Linked DNA regions of Mus musculus: all the other regions are linked to region 6. A link is a contact called in public promoter capture Hi-C data. All regions are on one chromosome and are shown on one strand. The core of a region is the stretch at or near the end of the contact, and the rest is flanking DNA. Distances in the headings are between cores, read along the strand shown. Region 1 holds the start of Col5a2 (collagen, type V, alpha 2). Region 2 has its middle 21 kb from the start of Slc40a1. Region 3 holds the start of Pantr2 (POU domain, class 3, transcription factor 3 adjacent noncoding transcript 2). Region 4 holds the start of Mrps9 (mitochondrial ribosomal protein S9). Region 5 holds the start of Slc40a1 (solute carrier family 40 (iron-regulated transporter), member 1). Region 6 holds the start of Ercc5 (excision repair cross-complementing rodent repair deficiency, complementation group 5).

Region 1 (3,006 bases), core at 7-2,506, 1.4 Mb before region 6:
GAACTTCTCCAGAGTTTAGTTCCACCTCTCAATTTAAAGCATCTTGGATTTCTTTATTAAGGAAATTAAATAGTAAATGAAGCCTCATATACCTATTTTAATTTATACTATCCCTTTTCTTTGCATTTATTTGGGGTTTAGTTAATTCCACACATAGCTGTATATATTGTTTGTATTTTTTTGTTTCACGTAGATATATTTTTTCAGCATTTGCATACACATGTTCCTTAAAGGTGATGGATGCTGACTTTGTTTCTAGTCTGCCATAATCCTTCCTCTATTCAGTGTGTCTCAGAGCACCTGTTCAGTGCTGAGTAACTATGAACAATTGAGTCACACATGACATGTTATGTGGGGCTTGATCCAGATCCCCCAGAACGCACACTATCAAATGAATTAGACTGTCAAAAACACTGAGGGCGTTTAAATCTGTCAAGCTTGAGTAGCACACAAAGTTAATGCCTTGCTCTTTACAGAAATATGCAGCTAGGACTACCACATTCCGTGGAAAGCTGGTGTGGGGTTCATAACAGCATCATTCACTTTTATGTAGCTCTTTGTAATTTAGAATCTAGTTAACAGCATATTGCTCAGTTTAGTGTCACCAGATCCTGCACACTGGTCAGGCCAAAGCCCCTTTTCTAACAACAACAACAAAAAAATTTGGACAGTTAAGGACTATGTATAAATTCACAAAATTGGTGAGTTGGCAGATCTGATATTGGAACCTACCCTTTCTGAGACTTAAACCAGTGTGTTTTCCTCCCTCCACAAGCTTAGTGAACATATTTGTTTTTTAACACAATAGCATGCTCTGTGACGAGGAGAACGTATAGATGTGCCTACTAAAAAGATGTGGAAATAACTCAATGTAAAGTATCTCAAGTTCATTTTGTATTGGCCATATTCTGCCTCCTTTCTTCCACAATCTTCTCAGAGCATAGGAGAGGGAGGAGGATGAAAATTGGGACAAGAATCCTTCCTCCATTGCCAAAAGAAAGGGTTAAAAAAGTGACGTTTTAAAGGCTTAAGTGGCAAAGAGAATTCTGAATTATTTAAGTGCAAAAGAAAAAAAAATCCACTAAAAGGCTGTAATCCTCCCTAAAGTTTTTTTAGTGTCTCTGGAAAAAGTCAGTGGGTGTGTGTCTGGGGAAGGGTTGGGGAGGGTGGATCAGACTCCTTCTAATAGGCTTTCTTTAAAAAAAGAAGAAAAGAAAACACACACACACTCAAACAGAAGGAGAAATAAAAGTTTGTCTCTGTTGAGAAGCTTCCTCTGTGCTTAAAATCTACAAGAAGCACTGAAAACTCAAGTCGCAGAGGCGCGCGCTCTGATTTGGTTGTTTACCATCAATCAGACGGTTGCTTGGCAGACACTGGATGGTTATGAGCCTGAACAAGCTGAAAGGGGCAGGAAAAGAAGTGGAGGCAGCATTCTTCCTATTTAAAGCTGCACCGCTTGAAAAAAGTTTTCGCAGACTGTGCCGGACCTGGTGCTGAAACAGACTGAGGCAGCGCGGGGACTGGTGCTGAAAAAGAGCCCCCAGCGGAATTCATGGTGCTACAGTGACCTCAGTATCTACTCTTCGATCCCAGGAGGACCCACATGTCTCATATTTAGACATGATGGCAAACTGGGTGGGAGCAAGACCTCTCCTCATTCTTTCTGTTTTATTAGGGTACTGTGTCTCAATAAAAGCCCAGGAACAAGAGAATGGTGAGTTTGCCTTTTGCTTTGCTTATGGTGTTTATGGCTTGGTTTGGGAACTAGATGGAATGTTAAGCTTCAGGAAGAGGATAAAGAGAAGACTCTGGTTTGAAGTTTGAGAAGGGGGCTCTAGGATTTGTAGCTTGGCTCTGGAGACTAGGCACATTTGCAAATCCGGAGCTTCTGTGCGTGCCCTGGCAAAAAGTGGGCTTCTGACATCCTGTAAGAGCCAGGATATCACCAGTCTTTTTTTTTTTTTTTTGCCGGAATGTAAGAGTGGGACGTTTAAAAGAAAACAAGAGTGCTTAAAACGGAGCCCCGGAGGCACTTTTAGTTAGAGGTCTGTCCTGTGGGCAGGCGCTTTCCAAGCAGGGAAAGCCGCTGCAGCAGAAGCTGGGCAGGGTGGAGTCTTTCCTGTGTGAACTTCAGCAGCTTCATGAAAGTCTTTGTTTAGAAAAACCTCTCCAGCAGGCAAATCCGATAGTTCGGAATTTCCTTTGTCTTTGCTCTTTATCCTCCCCTCCTAAAGTTTTCATCTCTGATCTTAAAATCGGGTTTGCCTACAGAGAGGGAGTCAAGTTTATTTCTCCATGACAGACTCTGATAGAAACCAGATTTCTTAAATTTCTGTGCTTTCCCACCCTACTGACTTGATTATCAGGACAGCATGGTTCCTGGGTGGATGGATGAAGGCAGGAAATTCTACTTGGAACAGAGTATTAAGAAGGACTTTCCCCTTAGACCCTTCCTTTCTCCCTTTCTTCTTCTCTTCCCCCGTTCCTTCTATTTTCTTTTCTTTTAAGGCATATCTTGCTTGGTTACTGTTTTGTTTTGTTTCCCCTATGTGATTTACATATGTTAGTGCTGGGATGTATTGTTAAGCAAAATGGCGTGGCTGCTATAGAATAAAACTTAAAAATAAAATAAAATGGGCCTCGTTGATATTAACGTTAACTTTTGAAGGTTGAAGTGTCAGAAACAGATACATTCTCATTGTAAGAGGCCAGCATAGATCTGAATCTCTGTTAGCATCACACTCAAGCTTCCAAAACTTAGCAATGTGCTAATCGTGTCTGTAACTGTCTTTCTCCTGTGTATATCCAGCCATCTGTACGAATATGTTTTCTGCCTTTCTGATTTTTTTTTCTCTAAAAATATTTAGAAACTGTGTTTAGCAACTGTAAGTTGTAGAAATCCCAAGGTTCTGGAGATAAAATTCAAGTCTGTCAGCAGCCCCATAGAGGGAGCACTTTTCTAAAATCTTAAAACTTTAAAATCAGTTTCTATGCTTCATAACG
Region 2 (2,746 bases), core at 79-2,578, 1.8 Mb before region 6:
GTGCTCTGAGTTCGCACCTACTGGTTTGAACCTTGTGTGCAAGTAGTGTATCTAATCCCTCAAGCACAGCCTCCAAAGTCTCCATTCAGGAAACATTCAGTGACCCTTTACTGGAGATGTGGTCTAAGCACCACATCTGTGATCAGGCTTGCTGAGTGCAAGTTTAACAGACATGGTAGACAAAGATCCCTTTTACCCTCATATTAAGACATTCTGGCATCAGCCCTGGAGATTTCACAGACAGCAGATGCCAAATGTTAGGCTTGGCTGCAATCTTGCACAGGCCCTCTGCTCCCTCCCAGAGGTCAAGCTGGGGTTAGATATCTGCTCAGAGTGTTTGCAGCCATAACTGAAGGTCTGTGACCTTGTCCACTGAATAGAACCATCTGAGCAGGAAAAGATCCCAGCACTTGATGCAGGCACTTCGCCAAATGCCAGACCCACAGGAGCCGTGCAGAGCACGGAGTTAATAGGATTTTTACAACAGCTGCTGCCCTTATCTTTGCAAGCTATTGCACTGAGCAGGAGGAGGGGCAAAAGGACGGGAATGTTTACTGCCTGCAGGTTTAGAATTATGTCAGGGGTAGAACACTGGAAGGGGAAAGAGAGAAACTAAAAAACGCTTCAGTGTCAGTGGGCCAATATAGCATAGTGAATTAGAAGTTGGAAAATAGTCCTTTATTTTGTTTGTAATTACGTTTTTAAAAGAATTCTTCATTGGGTTCCTACTTGAAATCACATTCGTTGCAGCTTGTTTGTTCGTTAGTTTTTCTTGTGTTCTTTTTTCATTCTCTTTAAGCAGTTTCTTCCAACAGACTACTTTGGGTTGTCTATTAAGAACAATGAAGACACCTTCATTTTTCCTTTCCCTTTGGTTAATTTTCATTACTTGCATAAAACGATGGGATTTGTTGGGACATTTTCAGTCATATGTATATTTGGGTCTTACCCACCACTCCATCTCCTCTGTCCCTCCCCTCCCCTCTGACTCTTTCCTCTTCTCTAATGGTCTCTCTTCTACCTGTGTGTCTTCTTTTTTGTTCTTCTAGATTCCTAAAACGAGGGAAATGAAATTTTTCCCTTTCTGGTCTGGCTTATTTCACTTAACTTTCAAAGAAGTATTCCACCTGTCCCTACCTCTCCTCCACCCCACCCACCAGTAACAAACCTAACAAGCTTGTTAGTCAATGTCCTTTGTCCTTTGCCCTTTGTGAAGTAAAAAAATCCCTTTCCCATACACTTTTATAAGGAAAAGGGTGCACAACGAATTCTGAAGGTACCCACACCCAAGGCCTGTGGGTAGAGAATGAGGTGTGCTCAGGGTTCAGAGCTCAGCCAGCGAGTACATGACCCCTTGCCATGTGATGTGGACCTGTGCTGGTCAAACCTGGCACTATTAAATATTGATGATTAATCTGAAAACATACAAAAAAATTTAAGCCAACCCACCAAATAAACAAAATGCATGTGTTGCCTTTTTTTTCTAAAAGAGAGTGAGAGAGAGGATTAGCATTTTCTACTGAGGTGGTTTATGAATACGTGGATAGTATTTTCATAAAGTTAGTGATTGAGAAATGAAATTTACACAGAAATTACAAAGTCTGGAGAACCAGGGAAAACTTGGCAAACATTTGTGATGCAAATTTCAAACTAGAAAGTATTTACTACCTATCATGTCAATGTTAAGGATTTGGGCATCTCATTTCTTTATTTCATGTGCTACCTGCACTGTTGGGTTAAACAGTGATGTTTTAAAACAACTTTTAAAAAATTGTCATGATAATTCATTCCTCTTGGACAAAAAGAAAACCGTGTAGGGTTTGACTGAAATGCTCACTTCCCAACCTGTTCTGAATTTTTGGGAGTAACCACGGTAAACATTTTGTTTATTCATATATATATATTATTTTTTTTTGATGAAGTGAAAGAGATACGTCCTTGTTGTATAACCATAGTTTGTTTGCCAAGGTTTTTTCTCTACTGATCAATCTGTGAATATATCCAGAGTTTGAAGAAAGACAAAAAGTCAAGTTCACCTTGACGGTTAGTATATTTATCAAGCATTATAAAGATCTACTACATGAGTAAGTAGATATACAAATTTCCTAGTATATTTTACCATGATTAAGAAATAAATTTAGGGGACTATAGAGATGATTCAGCAGTTAGGAACACTTGCTGTTCTTGCAGAGGAGTCTGATTCACTTCCCAGCAGTCACATGCATGACACAGATCCACCTGAGTCTTCAGGCCTCTGGGAGCACATGCACACATGTGGAGCACACACTGACCACATGAATAAAAATACATACAAATTTTAAAAATAAACTTAGCCTAAGATAGTAGATAAGACCAAAAACTAAACTAAAATGTCCAAAGAAAATAAAGAAAAAACCCTGAGTTTCACCTTTTTCCATAAATTATTCGTACTTCAAAGCATTACAACTTCATCCAGGGTGCCTTCTTTCTTCCCTTTGATCCACCCTTCAGAATAATCCTTACTATCAGAATATTTCTCTTGTGCAAGATGGTAGCTCAAGACTAGAGTAGAAATGCTTGAGTCTTGTGACAGCAAGTGCATATTTTACCTGACAGGTATGAACTGTTCATCTTCCCCATACTTTAAAAATTAAAAAGTATACATTCTTCTTTGTATGTAGACTTGCTCACACTTTCCAGATCTACAAGGGAGCACGTATTTTTTTTCTAAGGAGTAGACAAATGGGATATCAAAGCACAGGTGAAT
Region 3 (2,845 bases), core at 301-2,800, 1.4 Mb after region 6:
AGGCAGGTGTGACACCAGGGAACCTGGCAAGCAGTCCTACCAGGAGTGGAAGAGAAGGTCCAAGAAGCAGCCTACAACTGCCCCAGGGCTCTGGAAAGGTGAGCCTGCGAGAGTGGTCAAGTCTGGAGTTCTAGGGGACGAGAGTTGTGAGAGTAAGAGAAGGGAAGTCAAGGCTTGAGAGTGTGGATAGAGTTGGGGAAAGGACTCTCCGGAGCCCAGCCTGGGCACCTCACAGGTCCTAACCTCCACCCACTTTCAACTTTTTGCTGTTCCCGTTAGATGGCGCTCAAGACTTTCTAACCATTTGTGAAAGTGCTCCTGGTCCGGAACAAAAAGAGCCTTATCGAGAGAGAGAGTGTGGAGTGGGCGTGAGCGGGGGGGGGGGGGGGGGGGCTGGGGGGGGGGATGTGGGGGTGAAAGCACACCAGGGCGCGGGCGTCGCCTGGCACCAGGAGGAGCGGTCACGGGTCAGCTGGCCCCGGGCGGGGGTGCATCCCAGGCAGGGCCTCCTCCGCAGCGGGCCCAGAACTTTCTCTGCTTCCTCTTCCTTTCCCATTCCGCTTTTCTCCTGGTCCCTGCTGAGCAGTTGGCAGATGGGTTTCGGCCTCCGGAAGGCCGAGGACTGCACATCTATGCAGGCCCTCCGTGCTCTGGAAGAAAGAGGCCTGGAATTGAGCAGTGGCGCTGGGGTTCAGACCAATTCTCCCCACGAGTACCCCCACAAGGGTTCTGAGTTCTCAAGCTCCAGCTCTGCACATCAGCCATGGGACAGGTGCAGGTTTTGTTTTAGGCTCTCAAAGTGATGTTTCTAAGTTCCCCGAGTGCATGTTTCAAGCAATACAGAGCAAACTTTCTGGTCCCCGGGCGGATGACGCCTGAATGAAGTCAAACCACCGTCCTTTTAAAACTATAAAATGAAAGAAACTAATGAAAGGCCCTGGAAACCCTGAAGCATTAGATGTGACCACTTATTTTTAAATAATTATGCGACGAGTGATCGGGGCTTCCAAAGCTTTCCAAATATCTCTTCTTTCGCAGTCTCTAGGAAGTGTCTTGACTGTAGGCGAGCGGGTACTCTGATCTTTCCCTTCCCTTCCCTTCCCTGTTCGCCCAAGTGTTCAGGAGCTGTGTGCCCGGTTACCCCTAGGACCGGAGGGAGCAGACACCTTCCTTTGTGAGTCCCCCTGGCTGGGAACTTTCCCGCGCGGCGGGTTCCCCTTTAAGAAAGTAGCGATTGCTATGAATATTTAATGCGGAGCTGGAGCCCGTCGGGCCGAGGGGAGACCCGGCCCGCGCTCTGCGGCCGGGGCGTAGCTCTAGCTCATCCCCCACCAGTTCAGCCACGGTAGGATGAGGAGGATGAGGGTTTGCGGGAGGAAAAGCTTTGGAGAGATGGGGTGCGGGACTATGGAACCCGCTTGAGTCCAGTAGGCCAGCGCGGGTCATTTCCATAAGAAAGCCGCAACCCAGCTGGAGGCTGCGGTTCTTCATGGCCTCCCTGCCCCCACCATCATTGGCAGCGTGTCGCGGGCTTCTCTGCAGCCTAGATCTAGGCGACTGGTGTGGATTGGTGTTGATGAGATGTGGCTTCCAGCGTTGCCCGACTCAGACCTGTTTCCAGTCTGGATGGAGCGGACCGACTGTGTGGGGTGAGTCCAGGGTGCGGCGGAGCCAGTAAGAGTTGAGGAGAGCGCGGGGAAGCTAGTCCGTAGTGGGCACCTCGGATTAGGAAGTCCTGAGAAGTACTCTGAAGCGGGGTGTGAAGAGAGAGTACTGGGAGAAGGCCTAGGAAGCTAAGCCGTCCTTGCTGCCCCTCTCAAATCCCCGGAGCTTTCGCTTTCAGTGGGTGACCCTCTTCCAGCGAAGGGATGGAAAGTGAACTTGGTCGGGCATTTGATCTAGCTAGCAAAGCGGTTCTTTTCTGTGTACATTGAGTACATTGAGTTTCTTCTCTGCTTTCAAGAGCCCACGCACGATGGCCACGCATCTTCAGGTCTATCAAACACACACACACACACACACACACACACACACACACACACACACACACATACACACACACATCTAGAGAAATTAAAACCTAGATCTATAGTGTTCAAAAAAAAAAAAAAAGCAAAGCAGAGGAGATAATGTGTGAGACAGCCGTCTTCACTTTGCCTTCTATTGGGAAAAGTTGCCTGAGAAGGAATAACTTCCCTTTTATGGATTCTGAACCACCTGTACTTTGCTACAAAGCTTAGTTGGGTCACAAATAAAACACCAGTTACATCGAGCAATGAAACCAATTACAACTATTAACAACTTTATTACTTATGATTAGACTTGAGAACTTTAAACTCAGACAATATGATCGAGTTATTTTTCAAACCAGCTAAGATTTTTACACCATCCCTCCCCACTCCACTTCCTACCCCTGTCCCCAAGAAGTAAGAAGAGTAGAAATGATATTTCAGGGAGTTTGTATGTATCCGTGGTCAATATTATATTTGTTTCTTTTAGTAAAGTTTGTTGCTTCTTGTACCTAATGGTACCTTGATTCCTGATTCTGTCGAGTTATGGAGAGCATAATTGAAGATGGCTGGTTACAACCGACTTGGTTTGGATGTGGAATTGGGGCAAGCACTCTCTCCCAGTACTCTAGTAATGCTGAAAACCCAAATCTATTTAAAAGGACAAGTTGTTTTAACTTCTACCACAGATGGGGTGAGAGGAACAAGTGAAACTCAACAGCTAAGGAGAAAATGAAGAACTAGTGCTACGTTTTCCACGTTCTTTTTGCTCCGGGGTTGACATGGCATTTGGTGAGTCTTTCCTGAGACTGTGGCTGTCTGGAGAGGGGAAAGTA
Region 4 (2,751 bases), core at 21-2,520, 1.3 Mb after region 6:
AATCATTACCAATAAACATATTTTGTATGCTACAGTTCCTCTCATATGCAATTATGTGTCTCAAAGAGATGTATAGAAGAAATAAAAATGTCCAACACATTTTCCAATTTTCAAAACCAAGAAACCCAGATGTTTAACAGATCAATGGACAAATTGGTTTATGTTACAACATCAAATAACAGAAAAAGGTGGCCAGTCATTTTGTAAAACAGTTCTAAGATCCAGCGTTTAACTTCTCGGCAATATCTGGTGGTAGTACTGCTTTTCCAACATTTCGTACTCTTTCTACTCAAACTGTTCTGTTTTCCAACCCCCACTTGTTTGACCGCGTGTTCTCAATCTCTTGAGACCTCTCTTTCGGCCTGTTCATCTGCCTACTCTTGCAGGACACCATCTGCGCGCTATTCCCTGGGTTTCCATTAGAACCTGCAAGGTAACAGGACTTCAAAGTTAGGTCTCCTCCTGTGTCACGGGCACACCCACCGAAAGGACTACTGGAAATCTCCGGTAGAATATGCCACAGACACTTTAAGTGCAATTACAGCCGAAGCTCGTTTTCTCCCACTTTTAATGAGCCACATTAAACGGGCGACAAGCAAAGACTCAAGCTAGAAATCCCAGCTTCACACCGACCCCGGAATTGAGCGAAGCGGTCAAATTCTGCTCTCCTAATGTCACACACACACACACACACACACACACACACACACACACACACACAAGTTTCGGGAAAATTACAAAAACTGAAATTCCGCAAACGCAGAGCACTTGTAAAAAGTCTCAGTTCGCTCCACAGACTGACTCTGCCCAGGACATCTTCCGGGTCGCGCAGAGTTCGGCTCCCCTTCTCCCCGGGACGAATCACAAGACCCAGGCAGCCACCCAACTCCATCTGCCGAACCCTTTGCTCCTCAAAGCCCAGGGAGAGGCTGCAGAGGATCCGTCCGCGGCCGATTCCCCGATCCCCAAGCGTGACCTCCGACCTCTACCTTGAGGGCTCTGGCAGCCCTGGAAGGTGGGCCGGCTTCACGTCACCCTACCACACGGACCGCCAGCTCCAGCTCCCAGGACCTTACCTGGAACCTGGTCCCTGTCTGCCAGCCAACCGCCGAGGCTGTCCAGTACCCGGGCCTCTGGCAGAGGCTAGCTCTAACAGCGGGAGTGAACCAAAGGGAAAGCACTCGGCCGCAGGACACACAGGGGGCGGCCATGTTGGCCGTAAGAAACATCCTGGCGGGAGGGGAAAGGGGTGGAGCCTGGAGACTGCGCAGGCGCAGACCTCCCAGGCGGAAGCGCTTCCTTAGCAATTGCAACTAGGGGCGGAGTTCTGTAGTCCAGCCCCTCGCCGCTGATTGGGTGCGCGGCAGCAGGTTGCCTTGCACATGGCTTTCGGCTTACTAGCAGCTGTAGTCCTAGCTGAGTTCCTGGTACCCACGCTCAGACAAGCCTTCCACAGTCTTATTCTCACTCCAACAATCCAAGCTGGCTTTCCTGTCCGCTTGCCTTCCCGCAAGGGCCTTCTGCTCCCCCTTGAACTTGCCCGTTTTAAAGATCTGTTTCAAGACATTCTTCTTCCAGCAACTAACCATTCTGGCTTCCAACACATTGTGTTGACTCTTAGCTGTCTGACCCACAGGCTGAGGAAAAGCACCTCCCTGCTCAACTTCATGGCTCTCCCTGATTGCCTCTGAGCCTTAAAGCCATTAAGAGTGGCTGCAGACACAGGAACTGTCTTTGCCTTCTGAAACTTGAACTTCCTAACCCTAAGTCTAGGGTTATCTCTACCAGATACAAGTGGTTGAATAAATCACTCTTAAAGGGTTTTCCAATGTTGAAAATTATCATTGAATAATTTGATAATGTTGAAATTATCATTAGAAGTTTAAAACATACTCAGAAAACGAGATCAAGGTGACCGAGTAAGAGGCTGAGAAGTTAAAAACACTCTATGTTCTTTCAGAGGACCTGGGTTTGGTCCCCAGAACTCTTGTGGAAAATCACATCTATCTATCTATCTATCTATCTATCTATCTATCTATCTATCTATCTATCACATCTATCACATCTATCACATCTATCTATCTATCTATCTATCACATCTATCTATCTATCTATCTATCTACCTATCTATCTATAATTACAGCTCTAAACAATCTGACACCTTCTCTGAATTTCAAGGGGATCAACCATGTCTGTGATGTACAGACACATATACATACAAGCAAAATATTTATACATGTAAATTAGAAATCTGTTTTTTAAGTTATGAAGTAAGTGCTGGCATCGTACAGTTATCACCTCATAAAACAGCTCTAGGGAAATAGAAATTGCATAGCTTCAGAAAAATAGAAGAAAAAAAACCCCTCCAAATAGGATGCTTGTAGTAAAGGGGGGAAATCATTATTTTCCCCTTTGTTTGTTTCCTTTACATTAGTGAAAATCTCTTCATTCAGTGGCAGAAGTCCAGGACTAGTATTTGGAGAAGAAGAATAAGTTAGAGGCGAGGCAGTGCTGGCCAGAAAAGCAGGTAGGCTAACTCCAGATCTTTACCTCTCCCTCTATCTCTCCAAATCCAATCCTCTAGTCTTATCTGTAGCAGAACTGCTGTGGCCTCTTCTCACTCTCTGATCCCATTCCCAGGGGACTAAACAGACCCTGGTAGATCACCCACCTTCCCTCCCTCTGCAGCCCTCCTTACTTCCTCCCCTCCAGCCCATCTTCATTCCTAAATGTCAGCTCTCAATACCAAGA
Region 5 (2,951 bases), core at 161-2,660, 1.8 Mb before region 6:
CATGGAGATCCTGTTATTGGCACATACGTGCAGGGAATCAGGATAGTTTGTATTCTGAAGATCAACAAAATTAAAGGAAAGGAAGGAAGGGCTGGGGGAAGAGAGAGACAGAGAGACAGAGAGACAGAGACAGAGAGAGACAGAGAGAAAGAAACCGTCAGAACTTGCTAGATGATCCCTTCCTAAGTGCTTCATGTAAGCACACTTTAGGTTTACTCCAAAAGACATTTGGATATACTACCCCATTTTGCAACTTCAGCAGACATACCCGAACCTGCGATAGAGGAGAAAGGACTTAAACGTTTTGTGTGTCAGGAGAGAGAAAGGTTTGCAAAGGACAAAAAGCGGTTGCAGTAGCAAAGCCCTATCTCGGTTCTGCAGACCTCATCCTAACGAATCCAGCTGCACCCCGCCCGCAAAGACCTTTGGGGCTTCTGATAGAGAGTCCAGATACAAGGCCTGTGCTCATGAGTGGCTCTCTTCATTACCAGGTGTCATTCTGGCAGGGCTGGAAGAGTGCAAGCCGGTTGGAGTTTCAATGTTTAGGATCACTCTTGAAGTGTTGACAAACCTGACAAAGGTAAGGGAAGGGAAGGGCTGACACAAGAAGCAGGTATGCCCTGGGGAGGAAACGGAGGTCATTAGAGGCTTACACCTGGTGTGTATTCACCTGTCCCCCCAGGAGGCTACCAAAAGGGCTTTATCTGCACGGGGCCAGACCCAGGGTCCCAACTGGGACAACCGGTATTCCTGGTTACTTCCCTTCAGCACTTGGAGCCTGTGGAGTAGCCAAAGAGGCAGGAGCGGCTAGGGTTAGAACTCAGAGGGAAAGGACAGTGAAGGGCGCTGCCTCCTTGCAGTGCCTGTGGCACAGAAGGCGGCCTGCGTTCGATCACTGGGCTGCGCGGGGCTACATTGTGATCTTTGAGCCTGCTTCCTGAGCTTTGATTCCGCAGCTTTTGAGAGAGAGCCCTCTCTATAGTTCGGAGAAGGAAAACATTCTGCGCCGCAGGCAGGCCGGACATGACTTGTATTTACTTAGCTACCTGCATTCCGAAGGGTAGCTAGGGTGGGAGGCTCCTTTTTTTCCGCGCCAGCTCCCGCTGAGCTTTGCCTAGGGACTGTCCGGCAATCTGGTGGCCAGAGAGAAGAGCTTCCTTCTAGCACCTGCCAAACGACTTTGTGCAAAATGTTTCTGTAGTGTCCCCTCGGGGTCCGCATACAGTCCCCGTCCTACTGTGCGGGTCACCCCTTGGCTTCTCCTGCGGTAGCCCAGCCAAAGCGCAGGTTGTTTGCGCCTCCTGGGAGGGCGGTGGGAGCGTAGCTGGCGCGGACCTGGACGTCCAGCCGCGAAGGGCGGTCCCTGCTCTCTCAAGCTCCGCCCCCGGCTCCCTATAAGCCGCTGCCCTGCCCGCGGCGGTGGCGGCGGCGGCGGCGGCGGCGAGAGCAGGCTCGGGGTCTCCTGCGGCCGGTGGATCCTCCAACCCGCTCCCATAAGGCTTTGGCTTTCCAACTTCAGCTACAGTGTTAGCTAAGTTTGGAAAGAAGACAAAAAGAAGACCCCGTGACAGCTTTGCTGTTGTTGTTTGCCTTAGTTGTCCTTTGGGGTCTTTCGGCATAAGGCTGTTGTGCTTATACTGGTGCTATCTTCGGTTCCTCTCACTCCTGTGAACAAGCTCCCGGGCAAGAGCAGCTAAAGCTACCAGCATCAGAACAAACAAGGGGAGAACGCCTGGTGTCATGACCAAGGCAAGAGATCAAACCCATCAGGAAGGATGCTGTGGTGAGTTGAGTAATCGAATGTTTCAAATGGTGGGAATGCAGGTGGGGACGGGGAGATGTAGTTCCATGAGGGTTGACTTGGGTTTTGATGGAGGGTGAAGAAGAATATAAACTCATAGTTTGAATAAAAGAACTTACATATAGGCAGGGATAGAGTAACCTGGGCAGGGTGAAATTTCTTGCATTAAAAAAACAAACCCCACCAAAGTTAAGGAATGTTGAAACAAGAGTTTCTTCACTGCCTGAAGTTGGGGCGGTTATTGACCAAGAGACAACGCTGAATCTTAAGTGGATGCTATTAAGTAAACTGAATGCATCAGTCTTGTAAGTGACCTGTTTAAAAAAATCAGACTTAATTACGACCAAAAGCAAATTCTAATCTGAGCACATTGGGGTGCTTAAACACGTTTTTTAACTTGTTCTCTGTGCCTTTCTAGGATCCTTAGCAAACTACCTGACCTCAGCAAAATTCCTCCTCTACCTTGGCCACTCTCTCTCCACTTGGGTAAGTGAGAATGCACACAGTTCTTGAGACATCGTTGCACAAGCTGTTGTTTACTCTCATCGGAGACAGTTGTATTGGAGAACTTGCAGTTTTCTCATTCCGTTAAGTAAATAAATCGTTCTAAAACACATGTTTCAACAAAAACGTTGTTTTCTTCAAAGATGTTTCCCATGAGTGTTAGTAAATTTTACTTAATAGTGAAATTCTAAAGCTTTACATAGACCGACAACTGTTTGAAACAAGATCCACAAGGACAGGAAAACTTGCATAGTTACTAGGGTTGGTAAATTCTAACTGGGCCTCCTACTGAACTGGAAAGGTATTTCATGGGCCCTCTTGGGTTTACGTCTGGTACCAGCATGCAGCATTATAGAAACAGAGTACAAGGGTAGACTGGCGAAAACTGGCATAATAGGATTACAATAGTATTGTAAGATGAGTTTAAGTATACCTAATCAATGATCAAACATCTAAATGATAACAGCTCTAATCTTCGAAGTTGTTATCTGTGGCTACTTAATTTGTGGGTAGTGTTAAAAGCCACCACCCAATGAAAATTAGCTATGGATTCACAGTTCTTCCTTTGGCTTCCTATGGGAGAATCTCAGTTTTTCTGCTGGCCTGGGATCCTCTATCAACTCCTCGATACTCATTAGCAGGCTGG
Region 6 (3,078 bases), core at 233-2,732:
TACTTTTCATTTGACAACCCTGAATGCTAGGATGCTTAACTTCCTAATTGTTTATAAGGGCTGGAAGAGAAAATAACGTAACTCCTTGATGGTGTTGTCAGCAATACTTTCTCACAAAGATGTGAATGGAACTCTGGTTTATCATACATACTAAGAAAGTGCTCTACCACTACTAAAACCCTTTGATGAGAATTTAAGAACCCCCTCACTAAAAATTGTTCTTCCATCATAAATAATGAAGAAATCCTTAAACAGCAGTGACGCCGAGAAACCACTAGGGTTTATGGTACCCTGTGCAAAGACTTGTAAGACAAATTTTTAATTTTTGTCATTGATGTATTTGGCATAAAATGTGATTTTTCAAAACTGCAAGTTCTCCATTAATTATAAGCTGGGCACATCGTGAAGAACTGACATAGTTTACAGAATGGCATGGCATGCCACCACCTACGGACACACGTCCAGGCATGTACGCACATTCAGCAACTATTTACAGGAATTTCTAGTTTTCATTAAGAAAACTATGTAAAAGTACCTTCTAAGATAAAAGAGGCACTGTGAAACGGGCCGTGGAACAGATAAACGTAAACAAAACTTCAAAATTGGTATCACATTTTCAAAGTGGGAGAAAAACAAAACTCCAATGACACAAAACTAAAATGCACACACCCATCACAGAAGCTGGAGGAAACTAATTCACTATACACCGTATGAACTTTTTTTATTCCAACAAACAAGAGGTAACTATTCAAAAAGGAGGGTGGGAGGGTTCGGAACTCTTCTTTTTTTTCCCCCCCTCTACTCTGACAGAATGACTTCTCAGATGTACAGTACTACGGAGCCTGACGCTATACCAAATTTTATCATTTAAATCTCCTTATTCTCCGCGACAACTCTGTAGCCACTCTGCTGTGAGAACTAAAGCATAGGGGGCACAAAATGGGCCGGCCTAAGGAGCGCAGGCCTGCACTCTAGATAGACAGACACCCAATCGACCCCCAGCACCAAGTCCCGGACGAAGCCCAGTCGCCGAGCAGGCGCTCATCCGGCGCTCCGGAGCCGCCTTGAAGGATACCCACGGCCAGCACCTTGCCCTCCAGCGCCTCCGGGCTGACCCGGTGGCCCGAGCACTCCAGCAGCTTCCACAGCCCCTGCACTCCCATGGCGCAGGCGCTCTCTCTCGGCCGGGCTCGCGGGGCCTTTGTTTCCCGTTAGGATAAAGGACGCGCCCCGCACCAGCACGCAGCGCCACCAACTCACGCAGAGCCCACCGCTCTCCGCCTGGAACCCGCTGTCACCAGGGCTTGAAGGAGGAACACGGCGCTGACGCACTTCCGGAGCGGACCCGGTCTCCCGAAAGAACAGCGGAATTTAAATGTGGTGGGAGGAGCAGAAAGGTTTCAGCCCCAGTACTGGCACGCCTAAAAGTACTGAGAAGCAGCACCGGTGACGCCAGCGCCGAGCCTTCCTCCGGTCGCGAGTGATTTCTCCCGCTGACCAAACGATGAAACCTCTTGGCTTCCAAGTGAACGCGAGGGTTGGGATTCCCGCGTTGACACTTGACACGTAAATCCCACGCCCGAGCACTCCCGAAGTCAGTGTGTGTGGCGATTCGGTTTTGAATCTGTGCCTCTGTTCGGCTGACTGTTAGGCGCAAAAAGTGTTTGCACATATTGGCTTTCTTAATGGAGTGAGGTCTCCTTTGTGCATTTTCAGTATCAGTCTCCCCATTGCCTCCCCAGCTTTGCCGATTTGGCGCCAAGTATTGGGTTCGACAAGAAAAGAACGGAAAGATGAGCATCTTGACTTTGGTGAAGGCAAATATTTTCACAACGTGCAGTAACTGGATGGCAGTACAACGCAGTGCTTAACTTTGAATTTCCTCCAGCATCTGAAACTTTGAGTTCCACAATTGGGAAAAATGACTTGGGGCAGAGTAGAGCCAGGAAAAGACACGATATGCACATTCTAAATCGAATGCAGCCCTTTGAGGCCTTACTATAGAGTTAGCTCTGTGGAGATTACGTTTCTTCAGAATTTCTTCTCCGTCATCTGTAAGCAGTACAAAAGAACAATCTTTTACCGAGCAGAGTGAATATGGGCAAAGCACTTAGCATACAATGGCTCAATTTTGATGGACGGTATTGTAATTATTCAAACCCAGTAAAAAGATTGATAAGAAACAATAGATAGCCCGACATGGTGGCACAAATATCTGGGAGATGGGCAGGAATATCACAAGCTCAAGACTCACATGGCCTTGTCTAAGAAAAAAAAAAAAAAGGAAGGGATAGAAGTAGATAATTTCTGGGGAAAAAAATTCATTTACAGCTGAAGTCTATCAGAAGTCAAATTTTAGCAAAAACGTATCTATGTCCAAACAGGTGGTTTACAGTTTAGCATTCCCTCAATGTGTAAAATTACGGACTTTTGCATTTTAGTAAAGTCGTATTTTACTGAAGGCAATTTAATTGCCTGTTTAATTTTTATCACTTCCAGCAGTAGACTGTAAACATGTTGAAACTGGTATCAATCTTGATGAGTGTTACACCCCTTCCTTAGTAGTGCATAGCGGGAGTTCGTCAATGTTGCTTAAGTGACCTCTCAAGTCTCAGGTCTGATGCTCCCCAGGACATTTTGCATCCTGTGGAAAATATTTGGAGTAGAGGTCATGCAGATGATAGTTCAGATCTTGGCTGGACCGCGGAATTACTATGTATTCAGGTCAGTATCCATGTAGAATTCAAAATTCACGTGTTGAATATAAGTACTGCACAATGTGCCTGTATTCAAAGTGATTTTTAGAAAATGATTGTCAAAACAATAAGGCCATTAGGCACCTAAGGGCACATGAACCAGAACTTAACAAAACCATTTCTGTGTCTGACAGAGTCATGGTCAGTAATAGATCACAAACATGAAGATACGTCTAAGTCCATGGATGTGATTTCTACCTCACCATTGATATACAGAGAGACTATCAGGGTGGCCTCTAATCCAGTATAACGGTTATACTAATAAGAAGGAGTGGGAACATCATAAAGTATGCCCACAAATACAGGAAAGGCCATGGGAGGA

What was found. Promoter capture Hi-C pulls out the DNA fragments that hold promoters and counts their contacts.
Region 1: a promoter capture Hi-C map of 3T3-L1-derived adipocytes shows a contact between it and region 6, with 5 times the contacts expected there. The contact joins the promoter of Col5a2 here to the promoter of Ercc5 in region 6. A contact is called at or near these places in 9 of 39 promoter capture datasets (the 3T3-L1 cell line, 3T3-L1-derived adipocytes, the HPC-7 cell line and 6 more) and 2 of 115 datasets of contacts at active chromatin or transcription factors (astrocytes and fibro-adipogenic progenitors).
Region 2: a promoter capture Hi-C map of liver shows a contact between it and region 6, with 5 times the contacts expected there. The contact joins the enhancer-like site here to the promoter of Ercc5 in region 6. A contact is called at or near these places in 4 of 39 promoter capture datasets (embryonic stem cells, hippocampal neurons and liver) and 1 of 115 datasets of contacts at active chromatin or transcription factors (astrocytes).
Region 3: a contact with region 6 is called in a promoter capture Hi-C map of the C10 cell line, with 5 times the contacts expected there. The contact joins the promoter of Pantr2 here to the promoter of Ercc5 in region 6. A contact is called at or near these places in 2 of 39 promoter capture datasets (the C10 cell line and pre-B cells).
Region 4: a contact with region 6 is called in a promoter capture Hi-C map of pre-B cells. The contact joins the promoter of Mrps9 here to the promoter of Ercc5 in region 6. A contact is called at or near these places in 7 of 39 promoter capture datasets (the C10 cell line, the HPC-7 cell line, hematopoietic stem and progenitor cells and 2 more), 1 of 484 Hi-C or Micro-C datasets (CD4 T cells) and 2 of 9 other capture datasets (liver and macrophages).
Region 5: a promoter capture Hi-C map of liver shows a contact between it and region 6, with 2.9 times the contacts expected there. The contact joins the promoter of Slc40a1 here to the promoter of Ercc5 in region 6. A contact is called at or near these places in 6 of 39 promoter capture datasets (cranial neural crest, embryonic stem cells, frontonasal cranial neural crest and 2 more), 1 of 115 datasets of contacts at active chromatin or transcription factors (astrocytes) and 1 of 9 other capture datasets (macrophages).

Annotation. Positions count from the first base shown.
Region 1 is chr1:45,501,532-45,504,537 of GRCm38.p6, reverse strand. Col5a2 (collagen, type V, alpha 2) reads left to right here and starts at 1,256. Exons shown (of 54, transcript NM_007737.2): 1 at 1,256-1,717. The coding sequence starts at 1,624.
Region 2 is chr1:45,902,968-45,905,713 of GRCm38.p6, reverse strand. It overlaps the pseudogene Gm18303. Among named protein-coding and RNA genes, the nearest start is that of Slc40a1, 21 kb to the left of the region's middle. Within about 2 kb of position 1,328, at least 64 of the 459 cell types and tissues checked have an H3K27ac peak or open chromatin away from gene starts, as enhancers often do. A contact at or near this core is called in liver, where this site is marked.
Region 3 is chr1:42,712,159-42,715,003 of GRCm38.p6, reverse strand. It overlaps Pantr2 (POU domain, class 3, transcription factor 3 adjacent noncoding transcript 2), which reads left to right and starts at 1,550. Exons shown (of 4, transcript NR_110495.1): 1 at 1,550-1,649; 2 at 2,699-2,801. The region is part of intron 1 of Gm46091 (predicted gene, 46091); the gene reads right to left.
Region 4 is chr1:42,849,752-42,852,502 of GRCm38.p6, reverse strand. It overlaps Mrps9 (mitochondrial ribosomal protein S9), which reads right to left and starts at 1,270. Exons shown (of 11, transcript NM_023514.4): 1 at 1,077-1,270. The coding sequence starts at 1,211.
Region 5 is chr1:45,924,053-45,927,003 of GRCm38.p6, reverse strand. It overlaps Slc40a1 (solute carrier family 40 (iron-regulated transporter), member 1), which reads left to right and starts at 1,410. Exons shown (of 8, transcript NM_016917.2): 1 at 1,410-1,783; 2 at 2,220-2,287. The coding sequence starts at 1,741.
Region 6 is chr1:44,146,148-44,149,225 of GRCm38.p6, reverse strand. It overlaps Ercc5 (excision repair cross-complementing rodent repair deficiency, complementation group 5), which reads right to left and starts at 1,482. Exons shown (of 15, transcript NM_011729.2): 1 at 1,076-1,482. The coding sequence starts at 1,163.